Linked DNA regions of Sus scrofa: region 2 is linked to region 1. Evidence: chromatin contacts called from public Hi-C data. All regions are on one chromosome and are shown on one strand. Each heading gives the region's core, a stretch centred on a gene start, on an enhancer-like site or on the middle of the called end of the contact. The rest is flanking DNA. Distances are from core to core; before and after follow the strand shown.

Region 1 (7,492 bases), core at 3,669-6,168:
ATAAAAAACAAACTCTGGGCACTAGTGTCACTGTTTCCAGGCCCCATAGAAGATATACATAGTTACATAATATTTGTCTCTATGCCCATCTATTTAAATTGAACTCACATAATATCTCCAATTCTTTTTTTTTTTTTTAATATCTCCAATTCTAATCCCACACCACAAGGTTCATTCTAGTTTGCTCCTTTTTCATGTTGGTAACCCCTTTCTATGACAGTGAGAAACCTGGCATTCATTATCCTTAATATCCTTAAATTGTAGCCTTAGTACACACATGTATTTGATCATTTGCCTGTATGTGACTAATTTCCCAACACTGCCACACCATTGAGTAGATGCTTTCCCCTCATTGGGCCACCCCTTCTTCCACATCTGGACACCATCTCTACTATATGACATCTCTGACACACCATGCTGGACCAGTCTCCTTATAGGAAGGAAGGCAGAAATTTTTTATTCTTGTTTACACCGTACTCCAAATACCTAGAACAGCATCTGTAACCTGATACATGCTTAATAAATACCAGTTGATTGAATTAATCTCTCTCTGATTATTTAATATATCCCCCGTGTTGAGCATTCTGAGATTTTTTTTACTCTCCGAGTCCACTGAAGAAGCACAGCTGCCTCTGAGATTCCACAGTCGGTCTCAAATCTATGTGCATGTAATGCATAGGCCAACCATGGGAGGGCAGCAGAGGGCCCCAACACAAGTGCTGCCTCAGGCTTCAACATTCTGGGGCAATTTTGATATGAATAAACAGGAAAGAATATGGGTTTAATCATATCAGGATATCTTGAGGTTATTAAAAATGAGTCAAGGTAGGGGAAGGGGGATTGAAGGTGACAGCTCAGATATAGAGATGCGATATATCCAAGAAGCACCAGGATAGCCCCACAACGAGGGCTGACAGAAGAAACACCAGACATTAGCAAAAGTTGGCTAAAGAGGAAAAGCAATGTTTGTCGGAGATTTTGCTTAGTGTTTTTAATAAATATATCTTACTTATGCCTGTTATTTTGATGCAATCAAGTTCCCAAACCAAATTTTGACCCTTATTTTGTGAGGAAAAAAAAATCAATATTTGATCATTTTTGAAAAGAAACTCAATTCCTATGTTGCTTAGTTTTACCCAGGATATTATTTGAAATGCAGAGTGATGTTCCAGATGATAACTGAGCTCTTCATGTGACACTAATTTTAACTAAGCCCCAAGCACTCTTCTTGCACTTCCATTCAGTAAACTCATTTTAAAAATGTTTCCTGGAGTTCCCGTCGTGGCGCAGTGGTTAACGAATCCGACTAGGAACCATGAGGTTGCGGGTTCGGTCCCTGCCCTTGCTCAGTGGGTTAAGGATCTGGCGTTGCCGTGAGCTGTGGTGTAGGTTGCAGACGCGGCTCGGATGCTGCGTTGCTGTGGCTCTGGCGTAGGCTGGCGGCCGCAGCTCCGATTCGACCCCTAGCCTGGGAACCTCCATATGCCGCAGGAGCGGCCCAAGAAATAGCAAAAATAAATAAATAAATAAATAAAAATAAAAATGTTTCTTAGGGAGTTCCCATTGCGGCTCAGTGGAAAGAAATCTGACTGGTGTCCATGAGGACTCAGGTCTGATGTCTGGCCTTGCTCAGTGGGTTAAGGATCCAGCGTTGCTGTGGCTGTGCTGTAGGACAGCGGCTACAGCTCCAATTCCACCCCCTAGCCTGGGAACCTCCATATGCGGGGGGTGTAGCCCTAAAAAGACAAAAACCAATTTTTTCTTAGAAGTTGGCTAAAAGGAATTACTAGAAGTTATAATCAGGAGTGACTAATATCATCATAGATAATGTTTTTGTTAAGCACATGTCTATTATGCAAATTATATTCGAAATAATTTTTGATTTTTACAAGGTTATAAATTCTGTTTATAGAGTCAGATAGTTCTACAAGTTTTGTATGAAAGATGTAACTCTCCATTTCTCCTCCTTCACATGCAACAATTTTCTACTCTTTTTAGCTTGGTGTTAAGAATTTTATATTTACTCCCAAGCTTTTAAGTATTTGGCTTATATTTCTCTATCTTGACTTTAAGATATTGATTCCCTCTGAGTAAGCTGGGATTAAGTTCTGTTTCTTCCTCCCCCCATCTCCATCACACATGGCACCTTTCCCCCAAATCCATCCTTCCAATGTAATTATATATACTTTTTTAGATCAACACTGAGTATTCACTAGCCATAAATACAATTACCTTTTCCTCTTATACAAGATTTTATTTTCCCTAGAGCTAATAATTGCATGAGTCTTAAATTGGCTTTTCTGGGTATTTATCGTTAGTTCAGCTCTCAAACTCAAGGTCCTTTTTTTTCTTTGAGGTATGATTGATGTACAATGTTATATGTTTCAAGTGTACAACATAATGATTCACAATTTTTAAAGGTTATATTTCATTTATAGTTATTATAAAATATTGTATATATCCCCTGTGTTGTACAATACATCCTTGTGGCTTATGTATTTTATACTTAGTAGCTTAGACCTCTTATTCCCCACTGCTATCCAGGTTGTCCTATTTAAATCTCCTCTCAGATCTTCAGACACAGCTAGAAAATTCACCAGTCTCATCTTTCTGAGTTTTTTTTTCATTTCCACTACAATAGTTTTAATTTGCAGCAGCTCTCATTCTCTGAATATCCTTTTTTTCCCTTGTTTTGTGTCATGTTTATTATTATTTTATCTGTATATAGTATTAATAATCATTTGGGTTTCTTTTGGTTTTAGTTGACTTCTCTATATTTCCTCTGATCTGCCACTTTGCTTGTTTATTTTGGATTATATCTTTCATATTAGAGGCGTTTCTCAGTTATTTGGTAATCATTGGTTAAATTTAGGACTGGAAAACTAAAAAAATAATTTGACATTCCAAGGGTCTCTGTGGATTTGACCACATGCACTTTGCAGAAGGACGATCAAGTTGGCTGAGTCAGTTTTGTTGAGGATCCTTAGATCTCTCCTCTCAGGCTGGTCAGATTTTCCAGAGAAGCCTCTTTCTACTTCTCTACTAGGAAACAAAGGCCTGGTTGTCAACATTTTAAGAGTTAAGTGAGAGACAAAGGTCTTAGTACCTGGTACGTGTTTGGTTAATCTACCTATTTTCTGTATGGTGTTCCTCTCTCAACTCTGGTGATCCTCAATGCAGAGACCCTGCTTTAACCCTGTCCTATCCCTTGGGAGTAAATAAGGGATAATTGCTCAGGTCTAAGGACCTAAATATTTCTTAAACAGAGTCCCAGTTTTTCGTTGCTGTTGTTGATTTGTTTTTTGCTTTCTTGCTAGTTCCTCTTCTCCTCTTCCCTCCCCTTACTTTCAGAGATCCCTACAACCACAAATTCTTGAGGCTTTTAGGGGGTTTCTGCAGTGTGAACGGGTAGCTTATTACCTCTGACTGCTCAGCTCTCCAAGCTGCCCTCCAGATACCACTTGCCTTTTGTATTCCAGATTTCAAGATATTGTTTCTCCCATTCTCCCCATCCTTAGAGGATTATGCCTTTTGGAAAATCTCTTGACTTATTTTAAAGGAGTTTTGGGAAAAGGTAAAAGATATGTATTCAATCCATTAACTTTCCCCAAAAGTTATCAATGTGTTTTACATATTTGATTAATTTTATTTTATTAAATGTTATTCTGCCTTAAAAAATACTTAGGGTAAAAATTTTTTTATTTCCTTTTTAAAATTTTTAAGCAAAGAATTAAAATTTCCTTGAGAAACAGGAGGAAAACAGAAATAGGAAAGATGGAGAGATCATTTTAAAGAGCAAATTTGGGTTTCAGAGATCACATTCTGAAAGCCATGATTTGAGAAAGGTGAAGTTCAGGAGAGGGAATAGAAGACAAAAAATCCTGTATTATGTTGTGAAGGATGTTGTTTGACAGCGTGCTTTAATAAGACCTCACTGATTTCAACCACCTTTGGGGGAAAAAAAAAAAAAGCATGTGGAAACAATGGAAATGTTGACAGCCTGTTCAAAATCGACTTTAAAAGATAATTCAGAGATAGAGCCATGCAGGATTAAAGATGTGTTTGGTTGGGTTTTGGTAGGAAAGATTTAAGTTTGTTTAACACTTCTTAAGAAAAAAAGCCAAAGAAAAAAGACTTAAGATACAGGGTGGAGTGGAGATAGTTAATAAGGCAAAATCCTTGAGAAAGGGAAAGAGAATGAGATGGAGATTAGAGACGAAGGAGTGATTTCAAACTGGAAGAAAACTGCCCCTTGAACAGAAAAGAAAGGAAGGGAGGGTGGATATTGGACAAATCAAAGCTTGTGTTTAGGTCTGGTGTCATCGCGTTCCGCTTTCTCTGTGAAATAAGATGCAAAGTTATCTGATCAGAATGAGAGGGTTGGTGTTAAGGTAGGAAGCTTGAGGAGCCTAAGGAAAAGTTTAGGATAGCTTCTAGTTTAAAATAAAAGAAAAAGAACATCTGACCAGCACCTACTACTTTGAATTAGAGATAATTTAGCACTTCACTAACCTGCAAAGTAGTTAGTACCACATAAAGGTACAGGGTGGAGAGGCTTGTGCCATCCGAGAATCTAAACAGAGTAGAAAAGGAAAGAGAGGAAGGATGGAGTAAATAAAAGAAATTAATGGTTCATGCACGGAAGGCAGAGAGGACTGGACGAACACAACTAAAAACTGTGGGTGGGCGAGATTTCATGAATTTAATTTCAGAACTCTAATGTTCTGGCGATGGCAAAGCACTGCCTCGATAAGAATGTTCCTCTGTCCTTACGAAGCTAGGTGGTCTGGGACGGCGACAGAGTGCATGGAGATTTCCCGGATCCTCTAACCCGGACAACCAGAACCCCCGCGCGCCGCGGGAAAGGGCAGCGGCCCGGCGCGTGCGCAGTGTGCACGACCTCCTCGCGCCTGCGCACGCGGTTCCGCTCTCCACCCGCACCGGGCTGAATGGGCTTCCGGGACGCCGCCCGCCGTGAGGAGTTGGCGGATCCTCAGCGCCCCGAGCCCCTGTGACTCGCCCTCCTTCGGTCAGAAACCCTCCTCCCGGGCCCGCGCGGGAGGAGCGGGACCTCTGAGGGGAGCGGCGAGCCCGCCGGCCCCGGTCTCTTTCCCTGGCGGAGGCGGCTTCTTCCGTAGGACAATATGTTCAAGAGAATGGCCGAATTTGGGCCTGACTCCGGCGGGAGAGTGAAGGTCAGTGCGCGGCCCGCGCCTACCCTCCGGGATGGCTCTCTCGCCCCGGCTCCTCCCAGCGCGACCGGGGGAGGGCCCGCTTGTTCCCTCTCGCGCCTTCTCGCCTCGGGCGGGAACCACGGTTTCCGGGCGGACGGCGAGTCCAGGCCCCCGAGGGATAACCGTGGTTTCATTGGGCCCCAGCTGAACGCGTCACCGCCACCCTCCCGTCCCCGCCAAGAAACAAACTTAGTCAGTGGTCAGGCGGGAGAGCTGGACACTGTTGCCGGGAAACAAGCCCGGGGTAGGAGGCCCTGGATTGCTGCTCCTTCACTGACAGCCTGGGTCAGCTGTATAGGGCGGGGTGGGAGGGGTGTGGGGGTGGGTACCACCTATTTTGAGGATAATAACTATAACAAATATTTCATACGCACTTGCTTTGCTAAGTAAGCACGGTGGAGAAACGCTTTACCCGATTCTCTGATTCAGCCCCTACACCAACCTTACAGAGGCAGTATTACCCCCAGTATTTACAAGTGCGGTAAGCGAAGAATTGGGGAATAGAAAAATTAAGAACACTTATCTAAGTTCATGGTGTTCTTAAAGCTCCAGAGGTGTGGCCGAGATACTAATCAAGGTATGCAGAGAACATAACACTGCCTGGCACATAGGGACCATTCAGTACGGGCTAGCGTCTTAGTTTTTAATTCAAGTTATCATAAAGCCTACGGTGATGTTTGATACTGGACACATTTCCTTTCCACTCTCCTACATCTTTTGGCACGTTAATTTTTTATGACAGACGAACTGGTTCCTGATATATATATTTTTACCCCTTCTGTTTTTGTTTGTTTGTTTTAATGGTGTTACTCCTACTTATGGAAGTTCCTGGGCCAGGGGTGGAATCCCAGCAGAAGCTGTGGCAACGACTTTAACCCACTGCCTGGAGCTGAGGATTGAACGCTTGCCTCCGAATCTACCCAAGCAGTTGAATTCTTTTTTTTTTTTTTTTTTTGTCTTTTTGCCATTTTCTTGGGCCGCTCCCACGGCATATGGAGGTTCCCAGGCTAGGGGTCGAATCGGAGCTGTAGCCACCGGCCTACGCCAGAGCCACAGCAACGCGGGATCCGAGCCGCATCTGCGACCTACACCACAGCTCAGGGCAACGCCGGATCGTTAACCCACTGAGCAAGGCCAGGGATCGAACTCTCAACCTCATGGTTCCTAGTCGGATTCGTTAACCACTGAGCCAAGATGGGAACTCCGCAGTTGAATTCTTAACCCACTGTGGCCACAGCAGGAACTCCCCGGTTCTGATTTTTATTTACTGTAGAAAGTAAATTTTTCTTTAAAAAGAAATCACTTACTTTTGCACCAATTTAGTTGATCTAGGGTTTTGTTGTTGTTGTTGTTGTTTTTCTTTCTTTCTTTCTTTTTAGGGGCACACCTATGCACCTAGGGCATATGGAAGTTCCCAGGCTAGGGGTTGAATCAGAGCTGTGGGTGCTGGCCTACGCCACAGCCACACAGCCACAGACAGATCCGAGGTGCATCTTTCACCTATACTGCACTTTGCAGCAAGGCAGGATGCTTAAGCTACTGAGAAAGGCCAGGGATTGAACCCACATCCTCATGGATATTAGTGGGATTCTTAACCTGCTGAGCTACATTCTTAACTCACTGAGCCTAGGTTTTTGTTTTGTTTTGTTTTAAGCCTTTCTCTGTATCATATTGTTTTCACATAGTGTTATGCTGTGTATGCAATTATCATACACAGTGTTTTAATACTTCTTGTAAAGTGGGAGTACTTTGGAAGTTGCAAAAGCTACTGAAATTTAATGGAAGAGGAAAGAGATGCCAGGTAAAATTCATAGTCTCAGAAGCTTCATAAGTGTATTCATTTTGCCCATGCTTTTGGGTAAGGTTTTGGACTCATAAGAAAGTGTGAATGAACAGAGGATTGTATCACTAGATTTTGGAGGAGAACTTCAAGAAGTTTTTCTGTAATCATGTAGGGTTCTAGTAAGTCCAAAGTGATTTGAGCAGATTAAGTCTGTAGTCCTTAAATGCTTTTCCACCAAAAATGGATGTGAGTTAGTCACAGAAAACTCTGCAGTTAGGGACTTATTTCTCCTTGCTGATTGTTATGTGGTCTTATAAGCATTTTTTTCTCCAATTTAGACCAATTTCATCCAAGTAGAAAATTTGTCAGTGGATAAACCCTCTTTTCATCACTGAGGAATTCTGCAAGTTCCCAGCAACACTGTAGCAGCTGTGGGATCTCTTATCTTTTCACCATGTCAGTGCTCTTTGTACTT
Region 2 (7,492 bases), core at 1,654-4,153, 380 kb after region 1:
CTTTCACCTCGTGCTTGTCTTTGAGGGTTTCTTATGTTCTTGTCAGCCTACTGATATGTTTGAGAAGATGTTTTATGTATTTAATCTAGCACTTTGGGTTGCTTTTGGTGGGAGAATCAGCCAATCCCTAGTCTGCCATACTGCTGGACACAAAGTCCAGTATGCTTTTTATTTATTTTTGTCTTTTTTTGCCATTTCTTGGGCCACTCCCGTGGCATATGGACGTTCCCAGGCTAGGGGTCGAATCGGAGCTGTAGCTGCCAGCCTACGCCACAGCCACAGCAATGAAGGATCCGAGCTGCGTCTGCAACCTACACCACAGCTCATGGCAACGCTGGATCCTTAACCCACTGAGCAAGGTCAGGGATCGAACCCGCAACCTCTTGGTTCCTAGTTGGATTCGTTAACCACTGAGCCACGACGGGAACTCCTATTTTTGTCTTTTTAGGGCTGCACCTGCAGCATATGGAAGTTCCCGGGCTAGGGATTCAATCAGTGCTGCAGCTGCTGGTCTACACCACAGCCTCAGGGTTTCAGGATCTGAGCCATGTGTGTGACCTACTCCATAGCTCAAGGCAACACCAGATCCTTAACCCACTGAGCAAGGCCAGGGATTGAATCTGTATCCTCATGTATATTAGTTGGGTTCTTAACCTTATGAGCCACAATGGGAACTCCTAGTATGCTTTTTAAAAGAATTTTAACATCATTTATTTGTAAGATGTTACCCTGTATTCTGAATACCAGGCCCCAAACTCTGGTGGTCCAAAGTTCCCCATCTGTAAAGATGAAGAACTACCTTTTCTCTTCCATCAAACTGTCCAAATAAAGGGCTCATGAGATAATCTGAAGTCATTTTGACACTGGAAAGTACCATGTAAATATACAACATTTTCTGAACTTTGAAAATAAAGCAGAGGCAAATGCGTGATAAAAGTTGTAAGTAAGGATAACATCCTTAGAATGATTTGTTCAATTTTAAACTTTTAGATGTTTGCACTCATCTCCTTTGTTTTCTGGCCCCAGGTATGGATGGCAAAGTCTAAAGGTTTAAAAAAAAACTATTATTTTACGTGTTGTATTTGACATTAAATTGTATAATTTATTTTTTAGTGAGAGAGAAAGAAGGCAAACTTGAGCACACTATAAAATCCATCACCATGTTTTTAAAGTTTGTGAAGCATCTGTCCTTTTAGCATACATGTGAGCAATCTAACTTAGGATGCTCACAACACTTTATGTACTTTGCAGGCTGAGATTCTGAGTGTCTAACATTCTGTAGTGTTATCTTGGTCTCTGCACTGCAAGGACACTGATGTCCTGTTATAAGTAACTATGCAAATAGCTCTTCTTATTCTCAAACTGTGCTAGCAGGTCATATATCAAGTATATGATAGAAAACACCTCTAAGTCCATTCCAAAGAGCCTTGTGGATGACAGGTGATTTGCAAATAGCCCAACTTTGACTCAGGCATATGGCTATAGCTTAGTCTTTCCTGTAGATGCAGGACGCCTTAGATCCTATGTAGAACACAGGATACGGATGGTTCTCTAGACATTTATATACCATGACGGTGTATCCGCATGCATGTCATTCACGAATTCTGCATTTTCTGAGCTAGTCCTTCTACATGTCAGGCCTTGTGCCTGTTCTCAAAAAGTTCATAGGGAAACGGGCAAAACTACAATTACCATTCTATGGGATATCTGCTAGAAAGAGCACAGTGAAGGGCACCTAGCCCACACTTGGGTGGGATGGGCTGGATGGCAAGGAACGGGAAGGATTCATAATGGAATTGATTCCTGGGCAGAATAATGAAGGATAAGCAAGGATTAGCTAGGTAAGGAAAAGGTGGAGGGTCAGGGCATAACAAGAAAAAGGAACAGCATATATAAAGACAGCTTGTATGACGGAGTATGGCAAGACTGGAGAGCGCAAATAGTTTGCTGCATGTGCAGTTTATTCATTTTGCTTGGTTGTTATCAACATATTTGTCTTCTTGATTATGTTTACGTGCTTGGATGATGGAGATTGTGTGTAATGGTTTCTCTGTCCCCACATCTAGCAGTAGGCACACAGATCTAGCACGATAAATGTTTGATGAATGAATGACCTAGCGTAAGGGAGAATAGTTAGGAGTCCATTAATGAGGAAGGTCATGTCTAGTTGCAGTAAGAGATGGGAGAGATTTAAGAATTATTTGGGAATTAGAATGGTTAAGACTTGGTATACTGGAGACGTCGTATAAAAGAGTAAATAATGACTTTCTGGGTTTCTGTTTGTATCATAGGTGGATCATAATAATGATGTTAATAACAGCTAATCTTCACTAGGCACCCTGTGTCATGAAGTACACGAAGTATTTTGCATATATTAAACCATTTGATTTCTTAACGACTTAGGTAGGTAGTTTTATTATCCCCACTTATTGGGGCTATTAGATAACTAGCCCAAGATCACCGATACAGATTCTAGGTGCCAACCCCAAACACAGCAATTCTGATTTCTATAGCCATACACATACTCTTCTCTACTAACTCCAATAGACGTGATCAATATAAAAAAAAGTGTGTGTGTCCTACTGCACACATATATCATGTATATGTGTATATCTCTTTTACTAAACATAGAAACGCGTACTGTGATGTGACTGCTTCTTTTTGATTAGATTTTCGGGATCCTGGTTTGTATTTTCACTTTTCCTCTCTGGAGAACCTAAAGTGAGGTGGAAGTTTGACAAAAGAGTTGACATAAAAGGACGAGAGAGGGCAGGTACAGAAACATTCTCGAATGCTCTAACAGCTGCTGGAATGCTGGGATCTAGGTTCTATCAGACTCCTCCCACCCATCCCCCGAGAGACAGACACACGCACGCAAGCACCGGCGCGCGCACACACAGACACACACACACACACACTCACATGCACATTGTAAGGTACAAATGCACGCCAAGTCTCACGTTGGTTCTAGCGGTTCTCAACTCACATCGAAGGTTCATTTTCCGACACCTGGAGAGCTCAACACGCTTCAAGTGAATCCGAGACCGCCTGTTGAGCCCAAGGAAACAGGGCTCAGAGCGGGTTCGCCCTGGTTCCCAGGGAAACCGCCCGCGGAGGCACCTGGGGCGGCAGCCCCACACCTGCGAAGAGCCCCGCCTGGCGCCAGGGGGCGCGGCAGCGCGTCGGCCTCTCTGGCCCCGCGCTCGTCCGCCCCGCCCCCTCCCCGCCCCTATCCCCGCCTTCCTCCGCGGGGGCCCGACCGCTCCCGGCTCCTGGCCAGGCTCCCGGCGCAGGCGCAGTCCCGCACTCCCTCGGCCGTGCACCCGCCGCGGTGGAGTGTAGCGGCGTCGGCCGGCAGTCCTCCTCTCCCTCAGACTGCTTCGAGGCGCGCTCTTTGAGGCTCTACGAGCGCCCCTGAGCGCGGGCCGCGGCAGCGGTGAGTTTGCCAGGTGAGTGCGGTAGCGGGAGGGAGAGGCCCGGGACGCGGAGCACCGCCCCCCTCAGCGCCCGCCTCCCGCGAGCCGGCCTGGAGGGGCGGCCGCGGCAGGTGCAAGTGAGGGCGCGGCGCGCGGGGACCCTGTCCTGGCCCGACGAGCGCGCTCCCCGGTTTGGGCTCGCGGGCTTCGGGACCTCAGGGGCGGCGGCGGGGGCTTGGCGCCTCGGGGCATCAGGGCGCCCCCTGGGGCCGCGGTGGGCGGCGGGCGGCGGCGGCTCCTCCTCTGTCCCCCGGGCCCAGGCGCGTTACTCATTAACTGCGCAGTCCCGAGTGCCCAAGGCGGGAGCCCGACGCCCGGGGCGGGGAGCGGGACGCCGGGTTACCTGTCGGCCGGGCGCGCGCGCAGCCAGGAGCTGGGGGCCTGGGATCTTGGGGGAGTGTAAAGAGAGTTCCCGAACAAGTCTGGAGCCTAGCGCGGCGCGGAAGCTGCACCCGGCGAGGCAGTAGGCGTGGACCGGGGGGTCCTGGGGACCGAGAGCCCGGGCACCGCGCCGAGGCGTAGAGGTCACTCTCGCCAGGTTTCGGCGAAACCTGGTGGGCAAGAGCCGGTGCCCGGAGTCTCGCCTTAGAAGGCAGCTCAGTGCAGCCTGACTTTTGTTTCGGGGAGTTGAGAGGAGCTGCACAGACATAATTGTAATTGCGCTGCCCTTCCAGCGTGGACAACTCGCTCCGACCGCCCCGGGAAAAGCGAGCTTAATGGACTCTGGAAGTGGTGATGTTAGATGGAATCTGCGGCACGTGAAGAGTTGCCAGTTGTTATGGGATTAAAACAAAACCTGTAATGGCTAAAGGGTAAGGTCTTGAAAATTAAGAGCGCTCAGTTAATACCGATTATGAAGAAGCTAACAGTTTAGTTTCGTGGAAATGTATTATATTCCAAGGCTACCTGTTTCCCACTCCTCTGTTTCCCCTTCCAACTCCTTCATTTCAGAGTAGGGAAAGAGCTGTGTAATCTTTTGCCGTGGAATGATTACATAATTTGAGGAGAGGCCGATAAGAGGATTAAAACAAAACTGTTCTATTGTAAATCTGTTGAAAGGCCCAGTTTCTGTTCATTATCCTCAATCTTATTTTGTGCATGCCATTTTAAAGAAAAAAAAAATGGTGAATGACATATCAAGGAGAAAAGAGGCAGGATGGAGAAAAGGGCCAGAATAGATTTGTAGACCAATCATAGTCAATATTTGATACTGTTAAATATTCCAAAAGTTTTATGGGGCTTTGTTCTGTTAACATTTGTTATTTATTTGCTGGTACCATGCATTTTGATAGGACGTTTCATGTTTGGACAGATACTGTATCCCAAATATGGTTTCTGTGATCTAATCCTAAAGCCCTTGTAGAATTTATAGAAATACACTTGCAGCTATATAGTTTTACTACAGTAGCATATTTCTTACTATTAGAAGAAGAGCCTTTTCATTTTTTTCTTTTTCCACTGTGGTAACGTTATATATTTATGCTTACCTTTGTGAACCCAAGTGGGACCGTTTAATGTAACTTTTCCTTAAATGTTCGGCAAACAACTCATCTGTGGTATTGAATGCCTCTAACTTTTCACCAGGATGGATACATGATGTTCACCTGCTTTGTGAATTCTCTGACTAGTGGGGTTTCTAATTAGATCCAGTTGTAGCTTTTGAATTCGTATAGCTGTGTATATGCTCTCTTTCATTTTATTTTCCTCCAATTTTCACTAAACTTTCAACTCCTGCAACACACACATAGACACTCTACAAATAATTTTTAAAATTGAGTCTTGGAAGTCTTTGTCATCACCTCGTTTTTTGATATGGTAGAACAAAAACTTGTAGATTACAGCAATTTTACATGTATTACTGTAGTTAGTATACCTTTTCCTCCTCCTTTTCTGAGCAGAACTCACTGGATCAGTTTTAATGAAAAATTACTTCCCTGTTTTTTAGCATTTTAGCTCCATTACTTGCTATGCATATGACTTTGAGTAAATCATTTAACTTCTGAGCTTATTTTTTTCCATTTATAAATGGATATAGTAATAGGTTGAACCATATGAATTTGCCAGTATTCTGCTGTTGTAACTATGGCTCAACCTAGAATGAACTTCCTTATAGTGGCATGAGAATTAAATGGGATACTCCATGTGGGAGGTGGGGGAGAGGAACAGATAGCTGGAGAGAGGGCCATGCTTGTTGCTTCAGGTACCTTGACTCCTTTAGTCCTCAGAACATTCCTGGCATATAAGTGGTGTTACTGCTTTTTACAGATTAGGAAATTAAGGCTCAGAGAGGTGAAATAACTTGCCTCTGGTTATTTAGTTGTCAGTGGTCCTGTAGCTGACTAATGGCAGAGCCAGGATTAAACGCCCAGTGTGACTGTCCAAAATGGAACTCCTAACAGGCTTGCTCCTTCCATTCCTGGACCACACCTTCTGTGAAAGAGCTTTGTGACTACAAGAAGACATCCAGATGAAAGATGTTGTTATTATTTGTATTTCTTGTTAAAAAACATCCAGGTTTACTGATGATGGTGATATCTGCACATCTGCTCCTCCTGTGGAGTCTAGCGCTTGTGGTGTATCAGGTTCTGGTCTAAACATCATGCCAACTCAAAACTGACTCTCACAGTGACCTAAGAGTTAGGTAATACTTTATCACGTTTTATAGTTGAGAAGATTGAGGCACTGAGAGGTTATGGAGCTTGCTTCAGGTCACACAGCTAATTAAGTGAGAGAAATAGATTAGAAGGCAGGCAGTTTGTTTTTGATGTCCATGCTTTTAACCACTACACTCTACTCCTTCATGTGTTAGGTTGTCATGCTGAAGAATTGGTTTTAATTAGCTTTTATGAGATACTTAATATTGGTGTAATAAGTAATTCTTAATGTGTCACCAGAGATTTTTAAATCGGATATTCATTGAGCTTCTACCCTGCAAGTCACAGTGGGGGTTAAAGGAAAGACTTTATAAGGAGTCTGGAAGGTAAACCATATAATCATTCCCATGTCTATTATAAGTTCCTCAAAATTTAGAAGGCACCTTCACATACCTATGTTGTTACTGTAACTTTAATGAGTGCCAAATAAGACAAAGTGCTGGAGTAGTTGGAGAGCGGGGAGGATGGAAGGATGAGTTATTGGTGAAGCTATTTGTGTGTTGAGGGAAAGCTTTGAGGATATTCTGAGGGAATACTCTTTTTCAAACTAAACCTTTGTGCTATACATAATTCTATTTAAGATGTAGTTCAACAAAGGGTAAGAAATTGGTTACTAAATTACTTCCTTAAATACACCTCATATCCTAAAAAGAAACTACTGAGCTTTTGAAAACTCCTTTCTAGCTATTTTCTCTTTTTTCTGTACTGCTGTACTCTTTTTTCTGTACCTTTGCCAGGTAGTACTTTGTTTTTCTTTTATGCTTCAAAGTACTGAGTACATGCCTCTATTTTAGTGTTTTAATCTTTTTCTTTTTCTTTCTTTTTTTTTTTTTTTCTAGGGCCACACCTGCAGCATATGGAGGTTCCCAGGCTAGAGGTCCAATCACAGCTGTAGCCGCCAGCCTACACCACAGCCACAGCAATGCAGGATCCAAGTCACTTCCTCGACCTACACCACAGCTCACGGCATCTTTAACCCACTGATCAAGGCCAGGGACCAAATCTGCGTCCTCATAGATGCCAGTCGGGTTCACTAACCACTGAGCCATGAGGGGAACTCCAATTTTGGTATTTAATCTTGACATTTACATTGTATTTGTAAAAGTTTGTTGACAGTGTGGTCTCTTCCTCTAGTGTACCTAAGCTCTGAGGACAGGGTTTAAGTTCATTATTCCATTTTATAGCTTGAGCATTGGGACTGGAATGTAGTAGATATGCTGCTGTGTTTGGTGACGGATGGTCAGTGGAAGAATGTTAGCTTGTACTGAAATCAGTCTAGCAGTGAAACGGAAATGAGTGTCAGAATGAGAATTGAGGGGACTAAGGGAAGGAAGAGAAGGATTCCTACAGGGGGTGGCATTA

The links. Hi-C and Micro-C count contacts between places; a contact is called where the count stands out from the background.
Region 2: a Hi-C map of skeletal muscle shows a contact between it and region 1, with 4 times the contacts expected there. The contact joins the promoter of RAB3IP here to the promoter of YEATS4 in region 1. A contact is called at or near these places in 1 of 5 promoter capture datasets (liver) and 1 of 47 Hi-C or Micro-C datasets (skeletal muscle).

The regions. Positions count from the first base shown.
Region 1 is chr5:33,621,898-33,629,389 of Sscrofa11.1, forward strand. YEATS4 (YEATS domain-containing protein 4) reads left to right here and starts at 4,919. Exons shown (of 7, transcript XM_021091975.1): 1 at 4,919-5,195. The coding sequence starts at 5,145.
Region 2 is chr5:33,999,889-34,007,380 of Sscrofa11.1, forward strand. It overlaps RAB3IP (rab-3A-interacting protein), which reads left to right and starts at 2,904. Exons shown (of 11, transcript XM_021091982.1): 1 at 2,904-3,449.